Regions from separate parts of the Mus musculus genome. Here all the other regions are linked to region 1. A link is a contact called in public HiChIP or PLAC-seq and promoter capture Hi-C data. All regions are on one chromosome and are shown on one strand. The core of a region is the stretch at or near the end of the contact, and the rest is flanking DNA. Distances in the headings are between cores, read along the strand shown.

Region 1 (3,208 bases), core at 275-2,774:
CTTGGCAGTATTTTGTTGTTGATGAGACAGGGTCTTACTATGTAGCCCTGGCTGGACTAGAACTCATGATATAGACAAGAGTAGCCTCAAACTCATAGAGCCCCAACTTGCCTTTGTTTTCTGAGTTCTGGGATCAAAGGTGTGTATCACCATGCCCAGCTTTCTAGGAGTTTCATTTTGTTTTGTTTTGTTTGTTTGTTTTGGTGAAGTCTTTAATGGAAAGAAAGAACCATGCTGTCTACATGGTGAATCCTTTAACTCTCACTTTCCTGTCGGCATCCCTTGTATTTTCTTCTCTCATCTTTTTGCTAAGTCTCCAAACACTACATTATTAAGAGGGGGGGATGCTTCAAGTGTTTTTCATTTATCATGATGTTGGCTATATGTTTGGCATATATAACCCTAAATGTGTTGAAATAGGGTTTTTTTTAATTCTTTGCCTCTTCAAAACTTTTATTATGAAGGGATATTAGATTTTTGTCAATGGCATTTTCTGTATCTATTGAGACAACCATGTGGCTTCTGTTGTTGAGTCAGTTTATGTGATGAATTATATTTAATGATTTATATCTATATATTGACCTATCTATGCATCTATGGAATGAGGATTATTAATACTATTATTATTACTATTGCTGGCCCCATTATTCACTCTCGTTGACAAGTCAAGGAATTATGTCCAGAAAAAAATAAGTCAAATATTCAAGATCCAATACTCTACTAATGGCCTAAGCATTCTTCCTGAGTCAAACTATAGGGCCATTTCCACTGTCCAAAAGGATCCTGCGCTATGATTCGTTCCTTCCTGAACACTAAATCTTGATATGCTTCTGTTCATCTGACTGGTCTCAGTTATGCATTCTGTTCCTTCATTCATTAAACGTTTCAAGAATCTATTACTTTGTAGTGACCCTTGCTTGTCCTACAGTCCCGTAATACAGAGCTCAGCAATTCTTTGGGAGTTAGAAAGAACAGTTTTGTTTTGTTTTGTTTTGTTTGTGCCATGATTGAGTTATTGGGGGGAGGGGCAAGAAATGATACAGTCACAGTCTTTAAGGGAATGATTCCCAACTGTCTATATGAATTAACAAAAGCAATAGTGTATTGGGTGATCAGTCTATGACCATAGATGGACTGATAGACATCAGTGGGGAAGGGGAGACATTCTACACACTTCCCCTCCGAGCCTCCAAACTTTGTGACAAAACAATATCTCTTATGTAGCTATACCCCACCTCATTTTCCAAAGTATTCAAAGACTTTCAGGAGCGTGAGTGCATAGAATTACACTGCTAAAATATAAACAATGAAGTCAACCAAGGCTCAGGAAAATATAAATATATAAAAGTCATTTCCAAGGAAAACCTCTATTATTCAGAAAGGGGGAAAAAACCCGTTCTAAATCCCCAAAGGCTGAAACACATTTAAAATAGACATTCCACGCACATGGTAAAACAAGCCTTCTATGCATGTAGTTTAGTCAGTGAGGTATTTTAAGGGCTCAGTTACTGCTGTGGGGTTTCCCCCACATGACAGTTACACACTCAGAATGCTTAAATCAACAGAGCTATAGAATTTATCCTCAGGATGTGGTCAGCGCAAAATATTTCAACATTCTTGGTCAATTTGCATATGGGTTTTCCAAGCCTAACATTGCCAGAAAGACCACGTCAATGCCTCTTATTTCAACAATGAGCCTGAATCATAATCATTCCTTCATTTAACAAGTATTTTGACAATAGGTTTTATGCCAGCAACCATGCAATACACTGAAAAGGCAAAGGCAAAGGAGGCACTGGTCCTTTCCTATAGGTCTTTCTTCCCTGGAGGAGAAAACAGGCTTGAAAATGGGTAATTAGTGCATGTGTAAGAGGTGTGCTTACAGAGGTATACACACACACACACACACACACACACACTGAAGCTGGTGCAGAAGCTCACACAGAGGTTGGCAAGCACACCTTAACTTCTAATCAGCATATATCTGCTTATAAGGTCACAGGCATTCTTGCTTGAAGATGCTGTTCATATTCAAATAATACCCAGGGAGTGGGAGAATACTTTGTGACTTGCTACCCGGCAAATATACTCATATTTGCTCATATTTCTGTTTTGATTGTATAGAGAAATAAGTCATGGGGAAAAGAGTAGCGACCGGTTACAACACTGGTCAGAATGAACAGGATAGAAAAATGTGGAGAAATTCTATAGTAAATGACTTGCAATACCAAGGTTAAATGACTATAGCTTGGGTCAAGTTGACATAAAACTAGCCAGCATACATATCTGTGATGAAACTCAATTTATAAATTAGGTACAGTAAGAGATCAACAACAATAAATAACTAATAACAACAATAAATACACATTAAAATAGATGGTTTTAAAAATAAACTGGAATAAAGTTATATGGCCATAGTAATTCTCTCAACTGCCAAAGCCAGGTAGCATACACACAGAACACATATACACTGAGAGAAAGGCTGGTGGACAAGAGGGATCAAGACCAGATTAGAATTTCCACACATACTTCTGAAGGCTGACCATGATGGAATGTGAAACTGCAAAGAATGGCTTAGCGTTGGGACTAGGTAACTACAGGGGAGTGAATTCTGAGGAATTTACCACATGCTATGTAGCAAGGCAACCTGCAGAGTTCAGGTCATTTGCTAGACTTCCTTTCTCTGTCTGTAGGAACCTCAAACCCCAGGGCTTCACTGACAATGACAACTTGTCTAGTGCTGTCCCAAGGCAAGAGCTGTATTTCTTTTGCAGAAATGAAAGTAAATACAATAACATTTGAAGAATCATGGGTTGTAAAGATTAAATTTAAAAAGTGACCAGAAAATTAGATAAAATGCAGAGCCTTCAAGAGACATATGCATATTTGTGTCCCCAAATTAATGCACTAGGAACTAAAAAGATTGAGTGTGTCCCTTAATGGTCTATGAGAGATGGTATTCATTTGAGAGTACACGCCACCAGAGAAGGCACATGCCAAGACATGCCCAGCATCTCCATCATATGTCTCTGAGCAGGTTACTTACCCTATAGAGGGTTTGTCTCACTAGAAAATGGGGGAATGATGATATTTACCTCACTGTTAGTTAGGAGTTGTTAGGATTCTATGTAAAAGTACTCTGCACTTAGCAATGCTCATACCTGACCAATGACCTTCCCTGGTTTCCTGGTGGGCAAATAGGCCTGGA
Region 2 (3,208 bases), core at 390-2,889, 640 kb before region 1:
TAACTAGGCTATTTATAATAGCCCTGAATTAGAAGCAATCCTGAAGGTGACTATTGTGATATTCAAATAGTAGACTGCTTAAAATATGACAACATATTTGTTGGGTTAAAAAAGAAGTCAAAACAAAGAATATATCAATACATCGTTTCATTTATCAAAACTGGCAAACTTTTTATTGAACTATTTGCATAAAGTCTGAATTGTGGTTATTCACGAGGCACAAAAAGAGAGAAGAGTGGTTTTCTGGGATCCACGAATGATGCCTTTTCTTCTGGGTAGTAAGTAAACAAATATATGTAGCTTGTGATAATTAAGCCACACACATTACCTGTGCACTTTTCTCTATTAACATTTCAATAAGAACAAAAATCAACATGCAAAGATTATATTCCAATAACAGCTCATGAGAAACTTCATTTAATGGATAAAGAGGAAGATTTCATACAAATATGTTCAAGTATGTAAAACTAGTAAGGATCATGTAACACTTTGGAGAAAAGTTCGCTGAAGAATATAAAAAATGACCATTGGCAAAAATTATATAAGATAAAGAGGAATGCTATGGAGCATTGTCTCTTGGACATGACAGGGCCATTGCATCCACGAATAATAAACTAAAGCTATGGAAAGATTATAAAGATACAATCAAGGCTGGAGAAATGGCTCAGCAGTAAACAGCATCGGCTGCTCACACTAAGGACCAGGGTTCGACTCCCAGTAATCACAGGGCAGTGTACAACTGACTTCGTTTCTAGGAGTTCCAACGCCCTCTTTTGGCCTCTGTAGGCACAATGCACACACGTGGCACACAAACATTACAGACAGGCAAACAAACGCATACACACGAAAGAGAGATCAAATTGATAAAACTTAAGTTTACTTATATTAATTCCATAAAACAATACGTGGTAAGGGTGTGGATATTCTCAAACACTATTGGCTACAGTTTAAGTTTGTAGAGCAACCGTGGCGCGTGATTATCTGTATATATTTAAAATATGTATAGCCTATTTTCCACCTTTCTTTATCCTAGTACTCACACATGTATGTGGTTTAGTTTCCCCATGGTATATACGTGTGGACATACACACAATTTATCTTTGGTTAGGTCAACTTCAATAAATTCAGAAGAAAAAAACCGAAAAGTTAAATTTTCTCAGTGCGCAGGACGGGACTAGTGGGATTTGAAATGGTGAGAGGTAATGGACATGCTGATCACAGGAACGCTGGGGAGGCAGGGAGGTGGAGGAGAGATGGCATCTGTGACAGAAGGCCAGGGCTTTCCATCTAGGCAAAGCAAGCACTTGGCAAGGAACTTAGAGCTGGTCTCCAGGTGGGTCACCAGCGGAAGCATCGCGGGTCCTGAGTGGGTGTGAGGGTGAGGTGGGAGTCCGGGAAACATAGGGGGTGAGGGGTGGGAAGGGAAGAGCTCGCGCCCGCGCCCGCGCCCGCGCACCACGCCCCCCCCCCCCCCCGTGGACCAAGCGGCCTACTCGCCAGCACACGCACGCCATGCTGGCACGCGCACCACGCCCGCCTACCCGTTTGCGCACGTGAAACGTGCTCCGCACGCGCATCACGCATGCCCACTCGCCTGCGCACGCGCCCCCCCCCCCCAGCTCGCGCTCCACGCACGCCCTCTTGCCTGCGCACGCGCACCACGCCCGTTCGCGCGCCCGTCTCTGCAAAAGGTTCCTTTTTTTTTTCCACCTTGGTCGAGTCGCTTCCACCATGGCGGAGATGGCAGAGCTTTGCGAGCTGTACGAAGAAAGCAACGAGTTGCAGATGGACGTGCTGCCCGGCGAGGGCTATATGGAGGTAGGCCGCGGGGCCCGCGGGCCGGCCCCGGAGGAGGGCCCCATGGAGGAGGAGGCCGGGCCGGCCGCCGCCCGCGCCCAGCGCGGTCTGTTCCCCGAGGCTGGCGCGGACCTGGAAGGCGACGAGTTTGATGACTGGGAGGACGACTACGAGTTCCCTGAAGAGGAGCGCTGGAGCGGCGCGATGCACAGGGTGTCCGCCGCCCTGGAGGAAGCCAACAAGGTGTTCCTGCGAACCGCGCGAGCCGGAGATGCCCTGGATGGCGGCTTTCAGGCGCGGTGTGAGAAGAGCCCTTTCGACCAGCTAGCTTTTATCGAAGAGCTGTTTTCGCTGATGGTTGTCAATCGACTGACCGAAGAGCTCGGTTGTGATGAGATCATTGATCGAGAGTAAATGCTGACGAGAGAGGAGGAAACTACCTGAGAGGGAGAGATTCAACATTCTGCTATTTTGGGGTTCATTCCAAATAGTTCTGTGCAAAAAATAAAAACAGTTGGTTTTTGTTTCTCGGAATAGAAGACGGGACAGTGAATGACCATGCATTGTGGAAAAGGAGAATCGAGGAAGGAGGAGTGTTAAACCTGAGAATCGCGAGGAGAAAAAGACCAAATCGTTCCTCTTTGGTCTCACAGGGGCTCAGCAAAAACCTCTGGTTCAGACTGTTGATCGAGATGATTTTCCTTACATTGGAGAAGAGCTTTCTCTGTTAAGCTTTTAAAGATGGTTTGGAAGAGTAAATTGTGACTACCAATACAAGAATCTAATTAAAGAATGGGGGGAAATACATTCCAAGATGTCTTTAATTCGAACTGAAAGGCTATTGAAAAAAAAAAAAACTTTCCAAATTCTTTTTGGTGATTTATACACATCAGTTATCAAAAGCTAAACTTGAGGTTTAAGATTGAGTATTCATCTACCCCACAGAGTAGTCCAAGTAAATGTGGGTATAAATGTAGACGTGTTATCATGTGTGCTGTCATCTTAAAATGTGTTACAAACGCTTCTGGAATTTTGACTGCACATGTATCTTCATGATTTATAAAGCTACTGTGACCTCTAATTTGGAAAAACCCATTGTAATGATTTTCAAAGTAAAGAAAGAAACAGGATGTCTTTTTAAGGTTTTAAGTTCATGCATTAAATAAAATGTATGGGAAAGCCCAAAGACAAACTTTCTAATACCCTTTTATACTAGGGAAATTTCACTTGCTGTTTTGTACCTTGACAGATGGTAAGACTATAACTGAAGTTCATATTGTAAGAACTGTTTGCTAAAATTGTCAAGTAAAAAGAAATCCTGCCTGTATCTATAAAAAGATGTATGAGCTATTATGTTGTCAAACTTTGAAGGTTTTAAACCTACCCAGAAGTCCACCTGGGTGTCTGATAT
Region 3 (3,208 bases), core at 417-2,916, 590 kb before region 1:
AAATAAATAAAACCACGTCAAATCCCTTTTATACCACGTCTCAGTTGCCATCTTATCTGTCTCTATGAGAAGCTATGTCTGAGCCAACAGCTGCCTATGGGTTAGCAATGGCTCACACCCTTGGAGCAAAGTGGATCTGACTCTGGCATGTGTCAGATCCCTGTAGGAAATCTCTAAGGCCAACTCTCCCTTCGGTTGATCCAGCGGTATGTCTTGTAATCTAGAGCCCAGCCAGGTTAAATCGAAGTCCCCGCAGAGAGCACAGCTGCCCTTCCTGTGAGTGCTCAGGGAGTAGGCCTTAAGGGACTTACCCGCACACAGTAGTTCAGACCGTTCCCCAACAGGTGCTGCAGAGGGGGCCCGTCCTGCTTGCTCCTGGGGCTTGGTTCTCCAGGGCCAGGCAGTGGGCAAGTATCAGGACGCAAAGAGGTGGGCCTGCGTCCCACCTGGTCCGGATCCGGTGCAGGTGCAGGTCCAGTCCTGTTTAGATTGGATTCTGGGGACGCTGGACGGCTTGGAGTCTGATCCTGGTTCTCTTGGAGCTTCAACCGGCTCACCTGTTTCGTACCCAAGCAGAAGGTTTTCAGACCCAGAAAAGTGATGGGGTTGGCCAGCTTCATGCTTGCCATACGGGGAATCAAGGTGCACAGCGCCGTGGGGCTCTCCTGGCTGGACACAGTGGCATCCTCAGTCGGCAGGTGAGGGGCCAGGGCTGGGTAGGGAGGCGGCGACGAGCCCTTGTTTCCAACGGAGCCTCCGGGGCTCCCTTCGTCCAAAGACGTGATGGACTCGTTCCGAAAGCGGCTGTACTTGGTCCTGTGAAGCATCCCCAGGTGCCCAAAGAGTCCTACATACAGCGTGAGTCCTGCCTGGCTGTCCTGGCTGCGTTCTCGCATAGCCTTAGCAGTGCTGAGACTGGGCACCGCAGCCTAAAGTGCCTCGCAGTCCGGTAGACCCACGCCACAGTCACCTCTCCTGCTCTGGCGGTCACCAGCCCGGGTCCGAGACTGCTCAAGGATGACAGTCCCGGAGGACGCCTCCCCAGCTCTGATTGCAGGCCGGCCCTTCCAGGCCCTGGCAGAGGCCCCCGGAGCGCGGGGGGTGGGGTGGGGTGGGAGCGGGGGTGTCTTCGCCCCGGAGTCCCGTCCCCCAGGCTGGGGCAGCGGGTGCCACCACGCCTCTAGTCTTAGCAGAAATATTTACCCCCTTTTCCTCTGCGCACAGGAACTTTCAAACCTGCTCCCCTCCAGCTCCCACGGGGCGGGGCAGGGACTAGCCCATTAACCCTTTATTTGTTCCCGTGACTGTTCATTTCAAAGGGAAAAATAAAAAAGCGCATAAGAGTCAAAGGCCCTTCTGTATGGGCTGGGGTTATGACGGCTGCCCTCTCTCGGAGGATCTTGGTTCTGGGCCACCAGCCAGGAGTCCTAGCGACGGGCGCTGGTCTGCATTGTTCCTCCAGCTTGAGGTCCGGGCATCCTCTGTGTGGCTCGGGTCCGATCCCGGCCGGCCCACCCCTTCTCAGGGCGCCCTTCCCTCCTGTACTCTCCTGCAGGCTTTTTTCAGGAGGAGCCTGTGCACAGCAAAAGGCTGAGTTGAGCAGACGATACCCAGGCTGTTGAAATTTTTATGAATGAACTTTGCCGAATGAATTTCCCTCGTTGTGTGAGAGCTAATAAATCTGTGAATGGAGCCGAGAATAGCTGTAATTGACTGACCCGTTTGGGGCGGCGCGGGGGTGGGGGTGTGGGGGGTGCGATTTGGTTTTCATCCAATCAGGCTGCAGCTTCATGAGTCATGCACCGTGAATATACTAACTAGTAGCCGGGAGAAACGAAGCCGGGCAGAGAAAAGGGAGGGTAATATCTGATGAATGGGTTAAAAGTAAAGGCAATCTTTGCTCCTGGATCGTCAGTATGCTGGGAATCAGAAGGTTAAAAATCGATTTCCTTTCTTGTTAAGATGGGGAGGGGCGAGAAAGGAGCTAGAAATTAGATATATTGTTCCATGGACATTAGGGCATATGTTACACAAACAACTCTTGTTCAAAGCCTAGATTCGTTTTTCTTAGAAACGTTTTTTTTTTTTTTAATTGATTGCCGCCCCATCTTCTGTCTGATACAATTTCCTGAGCCCATCAAAGGCCCCGGGAAGACAACCGTAAAGGCTGAGCCCACAGGAAGCCTGAGCCCCAGCTGGGCAGAGGAAATGCAGGTTCATTCAGGAGCTGAGAAGAGCGGACTGCTGAGACCTTGGGGTGGGGGTGGGGTGAGAGTCTCCGGGAGGAAGCAGCTGAGGTTGCGTTTCTCTGTGAGCCTTGGCTCCAGTACCTGAGACTATTCATGATTTCGAATACTAAGGCAGCAGCCAAGAGAATCTGGGAAGAAGGCCACCTCACCTTCTCATTGACCACGGGCTCTCGAGTGCTCAGGACTTAGCCTGAACTCCAGGGCCATCCAAACACAGGTTTGAATGAAACCAGTGCAGGTGACTAGGAGACAAAGGCGCCTCGCCGCCGCCAAGCTTTTGTGCTTAGGCTCAGAACGGCTTGTTAGTATCCTGCCTGACAACTTTGTGAGCTTTTTCTATCCACTGGGAAGGCCTTTTGTGGCGTCCTATACCTTCCTTTCTGACTTTCTTTTTGCACCTCCACATTTGGCAAACACGAAAGGAATGGCTAAATCAGAACTCATATACCCGGAACCTAGGGAGACAGGATCAGGGGAGTGGAAGGTGGGAGGAGGAGGGAGTAAGACTGAAAAAATCCGCTAGTACCTCTACTGCTACGCATGCTTCTCTTTCATCTCTGCCTTCTCCTCTGGGTCCCACCTTACCGTATGCCATGCCACAGTAACATCCCACTACCTTGAGAGAAGTTCCTGTGAGTGGTAATGGCCTTGTCTGTGAGTGGCAGCTAATGAATGACGTGTGGGAGCATATGAAATAGCTACAGTCCCTGTAAAACATCCCCACAATGCTCCGGGAGAGTACCTGCATCTCCGAAGCATCCTGGGCAGCATTTTTTAAAAGGTTGCTGGAGAGATGGCTCAGTAGTTAAAAACGTGTACTGCTCTTGCAGAGGACCTGAAAGGGTTTGTGTCAGGTAGCTCACAGTACCTCTGGCTCCTGAGGATCTGATCTCCTCTTCTGGACTCCATGGCCACCTGCAAACACACACACACACACACACACACACACACACACACAC

Evidence for each region. Promoter capture Hi-C pulls out the DNA fragments that hold promoters and counts their contacts. HiChIP or PLAC-seq counts read pairs in DNA pulled down with a chosen protein or histone mark.
Region 2: an H3K4me3 HiChIP or PLAC-seq map of bone marrow-derived macrophages shows a contact between it and region 1, with 5 times the contacts expected there. The contact joins the promoter of Eid1 here to the enhancer-like site in region 1. A contact is called at or near these places in 1 of 39 promoter capture datasets (liver) and 2 of 115 datasets of contacts at active chromatin or transcription factors (bone marrow-derived macrophages and pancreatic cancer cells).
Region 3: a contact with region 1 is called in a promoter capture Hi-C map of HPC-7-derived erythroid cells, with 6 times the contacts expected there. The contact joins the promoter of Shc4 here to the enhancer-like site in region 1. A contact is called at or near these places in 5 of 39 promoter capture datasets (the 3T3-L1 cell line, the C10 cell line, the HPC-7 cell line and 2 more) and 2 of 115 datasets of contacts at active chromatin or transcription factors (the NIH/3T3 cell line and embryonic limb bud).

Annotation. Positions count from the first base shown.
Region 1 is chr2:126,308,652-126,311,859 of GRCm38.p6, forward strand. No RefSeq gene overlaps it. Among named protein-coding and RNA genes, the nearest start is that of Dtwd1, 160 kb to the left of the region's middle. Within about 2 kb of position 1,525, at least 56 of the 459 cell types and tissues checked have an H3K27ac peak or open chromatin away from gene starts, as enhancers often do. A contact at or near this core is called in the NIH/3T3 cell line, bone marrow-derived macrophages and pancreatic cancer cells, where this site is marked.
Region 2 is chr2:125,671,461-125,674,668 of GRCm38.p6, forward strand. It overlaps Eid1 (EP300 interacting inhibitor of differentiation 1), which reads left to right and starts at 1,640. Exons shown (of 1, transcript NM_025613.3): 1 at 1,640-3,208. The coding sequence starts at 1,732. The coding sequence ends at 2,211. All of the region lies in intron 4 of Shc4 (SHC (Src homology 2 domain containing) family, member 4), which reads right to left.
Region 3 is chr2:125,722,482-125,725,689 of GRCm38.p6, forward strand. Shc4 (SHC (Src homology 2 domain containing) family, member 4) reads right to left here and starts at 1,667. Exons shown (of 12, transcript NM_199022.2): 1 at 312-1,667. The coding sequence starts at 896.